2 separate regions of the Oryctolagus cuniculus genome follow, and region 1 is linked to region 2. The links are chromatin contacts, called in public Hi-C maps. All regions are on one chromosome and are shown on one strand. The core of a region is the stretch at or near the end of the contact, and the rest is flanking DNA. Distances in the headings are between cores, read along the strand shown.

Evidence for each region. Hi-C and Micro-C count contacts between places; a contact is called where the count stands out from the background.
Region 1: a Hi-C map of embryonic fibroblasts shows a contact between it and region 2, with 3 times the contacts expected there. The contact joins the promoter of ARHGAP42 here to the enhancer-like site in region 2. A contact is called at or near these places in 4 of 6 Hi-C or Micro-C datasets (ear pinna, embryonic fibroblasts, liver and 1 more).

The regions. Positions count from the first base shown.
Region 1 is chr1:92,231,281-92,234,666 of mOryCun1.1, reverse strand. ARHGAP42 (Rho GTPase activating protein 42) reads right to left here and starts at 1,281. Exons shown (of 23, transcript XM_051820336.2): 1 at 983-1,281. The coding sequence starts at 1,136.
Region 2 is chr1:92,124,898-92,128,478 of mOryCun1.1, reverse strand. No RefSeq gene overlaps it. Among named protein-coding and RNA genes, the nearest start is that of ARHGAP42, 110 kb to the left of the region's middle. Within about 2 kb of position 1,543, at least 2 of the 8 cell types and tissues checked have an H3K27ac peak or open chromatin away from gene starts, as enhancers often do.

The DNA of each region.
Region 1 (3,386 bases), core at 32-2,531, 110 kb before region 2:
AAGCCTCATGACTGAATTGACTCCACATAAGAAACGCCAAGGCTCATGTACGCTTAGTAATTGAAAGTGAAAAGCCAGAGGAATGAAAGACAATCCAGGCAGGAGGTGTGTGGCTGAAGAGGCAGAAGAACCGCATAAGATGCCAGGAGGCATGTCCTGAAATCTGCAAAATTTGGGAGGTGACTTCTCATTTGTGTAGACACAGAGTGGAGAGAACTGAGGATCAACCACATTTTCCACAATCGTAGTAAACACTACCCCAGGGTATTCACACGCTACAGATCACCGGAAGTTCTCTCCAGCCTTTAACCCCTGACCTCTGATCCCGGTCCTCTGGACCAACGCCGCACGCAATGCAAACCAGAAATCAAGATGCACAGAACCTTGCAAAGAGTTAAAACCGGCTAGTGCTTTGCTGTCTTCCACCAGTCTTGCTCAATAGCAAAACTGCAGATGTGTGTTAAAGGAAAAAAAAGCCAACTCAAAGACCGTGCCCGATGCGTCGTCACTGATGAACGTAAGAAATTAACAATTTTCTTTGAATATCACTAAATAAGTTCAATTTTATTCTTAAAACAAACTTTTCGACACCGCCCACGCCCCACCTCCCCACCTCTTTAAGGCATTTTTTTAAGGAGTTCAAATTAGGAACAAAATATTAAAAAAAAAAAAAAGACTAAAAGTCCCCCCACATCTTTGCAGGGGCGTTACTCAAAAAGATGACCTTGAATGACTTTCCTCTGGCTATACAGGGTGGCCGGCGGAGAACTTTCCCTTCTCTGTAGTCCTGGGAGTAAATAAGTAAAGAACACCTAAGAACAAACTTTGCCGGCCACCAGCAGGGGAGCTCTTCAGCTTTGTCCCCAAACCCATTCAAACAAAAGAAGCTCCGTCTCCGCCGTCCCAGCCCTAGGACTCGCACCCCGCGGGGACCCTCTGGACCCCGACGCCCTCTCCACTCTGCCCCGCCAGCCCCACTTACTCCTCAGCGCCCCAATGAGCAGAGAGCCGTCCTTAATGAGCTCTTTGATGAACTTGTTGGTTCGCTCCAGCTCAATCTCGTGACACTGCAGGCGCTCCCTGAAATCCGGGCTGTCCAAGTAGGAATCGCTGAACTCCAGAGTGGGCAGCCCCATGGCACAGGCACTGCCGGAGGCGGCCGGGGGCACGTCCCCGGGCGGCGGTCAGGGCGGGAGAAGCTGCGAGCGCGGCGGGCGCTGCGGGCACGCGGGATCGCCGGGGACGCTGGGGGACCGCGCAGAGGAAACGGGCCCCGCGCGCCGCGCCGCCTGCGCGGGGCTCAGTCTTCCTCCCCCGAGGCGAGGCGAGCGCAGGCGCGGGCGGCGGGCCGAGGTGCGGGTCCCCTCAGGTCGTTGTCATCTGGGCGCATCGTCGCAGCGAGCCCCGGGGCGGCCAGGCTCCGGGCGGCGCCGGAGCAGGAAAGTTTCTCTCCCGGCGCGCCGACACTTCCGGCAGCTCCGCTCCGCCGTTCGCCTGACAGTCGTAGGCGCTGTGAGCCTGAAGCGCCCAGCGGCAACTCCGGCCGCGTCGGGGAAACCCGCCCCCTCGGCGGACGCAGGCTCAAACGGCGTGCACTCGGGTCGGGCTCGCGGACCCTCCTCTCGGCCGCCGCCGCCGCGGCGCTCCCACCCCGCCCCCTCGCCCCGGGACCCTCGGGCCCCCGCCCCGCCGCGCGCGCGGCGCTCCCAGGCTGCCTGCGCCCGCGCGGTCCACCCCGACCCACCTGGGCCGCCGGGCTCCAGCTGGCCCTGGCGACCGAGCGTCCTCCGCTCCCCAAAAGGCTCTCCAGCTACCCTCAGAGCTTCCCTGCCGTCCCTCCCGCCACCCACTCCCTAGAATCGTCTGGCAGAGGAACTAAGGGTAGCTTTCCCTGAAGGTCGCGTATTCGTTAGCTTGCACGGGAGGGAACGACTTTCTAGCGTGGGTTTAGCTTTTACTTCACGCGTCGCCGGTAAACGCACAGAAACTCCAGGTTGAAAAGTTCTCCTCTTTCGCACCCTTCTCTCTTTAGTGGGTCCAGCCTTAGGAGTCTTGAGTTTTTTGCTTTTTGTTGTCTTCCCTCCCCCCATTTTGCGAGAAGGTGGGAAATTTTAAGTGAACCTCACTCTGGAAGAAAGCACTTGGATTTTGGTGCTCCTAATTCTAGAAGAATACCTATTGGCGCCGCAGTAGATCGTACTGGCCCCTGGATAGAATTGACCTACAAGCATGGAGATCTTCAAATTGTTGAAATGGGCAGGAGTTTCAACTGAATGGTTAATTCCCGCGGAGAGACAGTTACCCGTTCTTTGGTAGACATTCACCTCGTAAATTTTCTGTTCTTTTGAAATCTTGACAGCAAAAGAAACTGCTGGTTTACGTCTCATCCTGCCCTCACTTGCAGGATTTCTGAGAACGCAGTTATTTTTCTTAAGGATCTGCTTTTAATTTCTGTATTTTCACTGCTTTGTCCATTTGAACCATCTGTTAAAAAAAAAGTACATATCATAGGAAAAATTCCCTTAAATTGCTTTACATTTTTCCCAATTAAGTTCAAGAACTGTCAAGACTTCAGTTTCTAATTGCTTAAGTATACATCAACATTAAGAAAACCATGTAAACCTTGTGCTAAGAAGACCTGATCATGCAAATGATATATGTAAATGTATATATGTAAATGACTTGGTTTAATCTATTGGGTCAGGGAAATCAAATCTAGCAAACCTTCCGCCCATGTTGACATCATTAGTCCTCAACACGTTGGCAAAATGGCCAATTACCAACAGAGTCATCTTAACTCCAAGTGTTGAACTTGTGTCTGTCAACTAAATTAATATTCCTCCTGTGGGTGGTGGGTGGGAGGCAGTAAGGCTGTTTGTCAGTTCATGGAATTAAATAAACAGCAGTGGGCTGCTTTTCACCTAATGTGATTTTACCACCATTCATCACACAGCCTGAAAGACAAGAAACTAGTCAGGCCAAATAAATGGTTTCCTTTCAACTTTTGCCACGTTGCTCTTCCAAATAACTAAATGTGTTGCCAGTCACTGACATAGGAAACAAAACATAGCAATCTTTTCTTGTTTTTCATTAAATCAAAGTCCGATGATTAACTCTTCAAAAATGCATCAACAGTCTTTGATAAGTAGCACATAATATGTTGGGTGTCAGTTTTCAGTGTTCTTTAAAAGTCTTACGTGCCAGGGCAGATACATTCTAGATTCTAAGATATGGGCTTTCATTTACTCATTCATGTTTGTAGTTGCCTGTTTTATGCCTACTGTCTACATTATTAGGATCTGGCCAGAGAAGTGATTTACAGAGAAAGATAAAGCAAAGCATTATTCCTGACCTCAAGCAGCTCTCAGAAAATACTGAGAATGTGT
Region 2 (3,581 bases), core at 294-2,793:
GGACTGCCTTTATTACCATCTCTGCCTCCCTGCCATGCCTCGTGCTGGATGTAGAGAAGCCGTTCAAGCATGCTTGGTGATCTGTACCTGAAAGACATGTTGTTTGAATAAAGGAAGTGTAGGGAAGAAGTAGGAGTCTTGGGCAGTGTTTGGGAGTTGCATGGTGGAATGAGGTGAGGGCTGTCAGAATAAAGGTAGAGTGATTATATATATATATATATATATATATTATATATTGTATATATAGTAATGTGGCAGGCGCACTGTGCCGATCCAAAGCCAGGAGCCAGTGCTTCCTCCTGGTCTTCCATGCAAGTGCAGGGCCCAAGGACTTGGGCCATCCTCCACTGCCTTCCCGGGCCACAGCAGAGAGCTGGACTGGAAGAGGAGCAACCGGGGCAGAATCTGGCACCCCGACTGGGACTAGAATCAGGGGTTCCGGCCCCGCAGGCTGAGAATTAGCCTAGTGAACCACGGTGCTGGCCGAGTGATTATATATTGCAGTGTAGAAGTTATTTTCCCTTCTATTTTAACCAACTAGAAAGACTAAGGAAGAAGCATTCTTTGAATAAAGAAAAAAATCCTAAATTTCTAAATCTGGACCCTGTTTCTGATGAGTCATTTTATATTTCTACTTAATTGAACTAAGGGATGCCCATAGAGTCAATTAAATGCTATTTATGGGTGTGTCTGGGAGGATGAATCTTGGAGACAGTGGTAGACTGAGTAAGGAAGATCACCCTCACTAATGGGATGGACATCAGCCAAAGATTTGAAGGTCCAGATAGAACAACGATGTGGAGAAAGGCTGAATTCTCTTTCTTCGGAAGCTGGGGCATCTATTGCCTGCCCTAAGATATCAGAGCTTCTGGTTCTTGGCCCATAGACTCCAAGATTTAAACCAGTGACCCCTCCACACATTACTCCTGGTTCTTAGGTCTTTGGATTCAGGCTGAATTATAGCACAAGTTTTCCTGGTTCTGCAGCTTGTGTAGAGCATATTGTGGGATTTCTTGGCCCCCATAATTGTGTGAGCCTATTCCCATAATAAATCCCTTTTTATATATCCTTATGTATACTTGGTTTTATTTCTCTAGAGAACACTAATACACTGCTGATTGTGGGAAAAGATTGGATAATCTGGAAAACCAAAGCAATGTCTAAAGAGTGGTGGAGGTAAAAGAAAGATTTAAAGGCATAAAAAGTCATAGCATAAACCCCAGCAGTGCCAGCTGACAGTTACTACCTTACCTTTTTCTGAGTGAAGCTTGGCCTGCTCATTATTTCACAGAGAAAGCCAAGCCTCCCAAAGCAGCAGTCCAGGACACTGTCACTGCCGATTTGTTCCTTCCCAGGCCATGGCACAAGGTCGTTCTCATTCCATGATTCTCTCGTGTAGCCCCAAAGGAACAGAGAACACCTGCATCTGTGCAGCACCTCTGCCTGGTGTTTCAGTTTAATCACTGTCAACATCAAGGAAGGGCTTGGCCTGCTTTCTCTGCAGCCTGTCTGCAACAGGAGCTGGTGTGCTCAACTCTTGCCAAAAACGAATTCTTGATGTAGATGACTAAAATAAAACTGCCTGTGAAATCTAGTGTATACATGGAGACAGGGACATAGTCTTAGCTGCAGTTGTATTTACATGGAAAAAAATAAACAGCAGAATAAACCATTAAATAACACTTTCTCTTTCTTTCTTCCTAACCCAGAGTTTCTCTTTTGTGCTCAACCCATGATCTCTTTGTGAGTAGTTTATTTTCCCAGGGAAGCTGTTTGATCAACATGGAATGTATCAGCTGAAAACAAATTGATTTGATCAAGAGAGGAGTGTCAAGAACTCTGTTTCTAACAGGAAAGAAAATGAGGGCTGGCAGGCTGTTCACCAAGAAGGCAGAGAAAAGACATCATAATTTTGAGGTATTCACTTGGCTTCCATTCAAAATAAGATCAGTCTCTTATCCTCACATCAGTTGAAGGGCAAACATCACTCCAGGTTTTTGCTTCTTCCCAAATATAGCCTGATAGTTCAGCCAAGGACAAAAGAGGGTCAGATCTTCCTATGTGTCCTTTTTCTCTGAGAGATTCTTAAGGAGGAATCTATTTTGTGACTCTGGGTAGGCGGAGGACCCATGATACTGATCTACCGAAACAAACAATTTCAAAGCTGGGAGGAAAATAGCTATAAACTCTCCACCTCAATTTGCTGGATTATTTCATCTTCTGTCATGATACAAGAATCTAAGATGTTAGAGAGAGAAGTTTGGCCTGAAAGAGTATAGCTTATCAAAAATGTGTACTTATCATCATTGGATCATAGATTGATAAGCTATTATCTAAATAGTTGTTGGTAATCAAAATTTAGTTGACCTTTGGGCTTAATTTTCTTTCCCATCTGGTTTTGGTTTTGTGGTTGTCTTTCCAGCTCTGAGGAAATGTAATAATAAAAGATTAAGAATATAAAAACAAAATATGATTGGGGATCTTATCCAATCTCTAAATAAATAAACTGATTTCAGAAAATGAGATTGGAATATAATGTTATGCCACAGACACCCAAACCAGTACACAGATCTAAAATAAATGTGTTTCCAGGCCAGCACTGTGGCACAGTGGGTTAAAGCGCCACCTGTAGTGCCGGTATCCCATATGTGTGCTAGATGGAGTCCTGGCAGCTCCACTTCTGGTCCATGCCCCTGCTAGTGTAACAAGCAGCATAAGATGACCCAAGTTCTTAGGCCCTTGCCACCCACGCTTGAGAACTGGAAGAAGCTTCTGGCTCCTTGATCCTGGCTTTGGCTTGGCCCAGTCCCCATCATTGTGGTCATTTGGGGAGTGAATCAGCAGATGGGACATTGCTCTGTCTCTACCTCTCTCTGTAACTCTGCCTTTCTGAAAAATAAATGAATCTTTAAGAATAAATGAATGTATTTCATTCTTGAATGCCAAATTCAAGAGAGAAAAATGGTTTATCCATAATATGCTGCCATTCTGTGATAGCAACAATGGGGGGAGGGAAGAGGGAGAGAGAGAGTTGTCAAAGAAAGACGCACAAAAATTTATTGGTTCAAATGGTCAAGAGATTTGGAGCCAAGTTTTTGCGGGCAACCATCAATCCTGTCAGCCCAGAAGATCATCACATTCCTTTCCACCACATCTCAATTCCTTGACACAATAAAAGCAAATGCATTTTGTGTCACCTTGATTGTCTCCAACTTGGGAACATGGAGTTTATTCCAGGGCTACTGGTTATAACATGAAAGTAACAACAATAATAGTGATGGTGAATATGTATTATAGGTTGGCTAATTGTTTAAGAACATTATAGGAATTATCTTTTGTCATTATAGCAACTCTCTATGGTAGGCTGTATTATTATTATTATTACTATTATTGTTATTATTACCTCACTGAGAGGAACCCACAGCTTTGAAAGTGAGACTTATATTAGGTTGCAGTTAGTACAGGATAGAACATGATTTGAAACTGTATTTAGGCCGGCGCCGTGGCTCACTAGGCTAATCCTCCGCCTTGCAGCGCCAGCACACCGGGTTCTAGTCCCGGTCGGGGCGCCGGATTCTGTC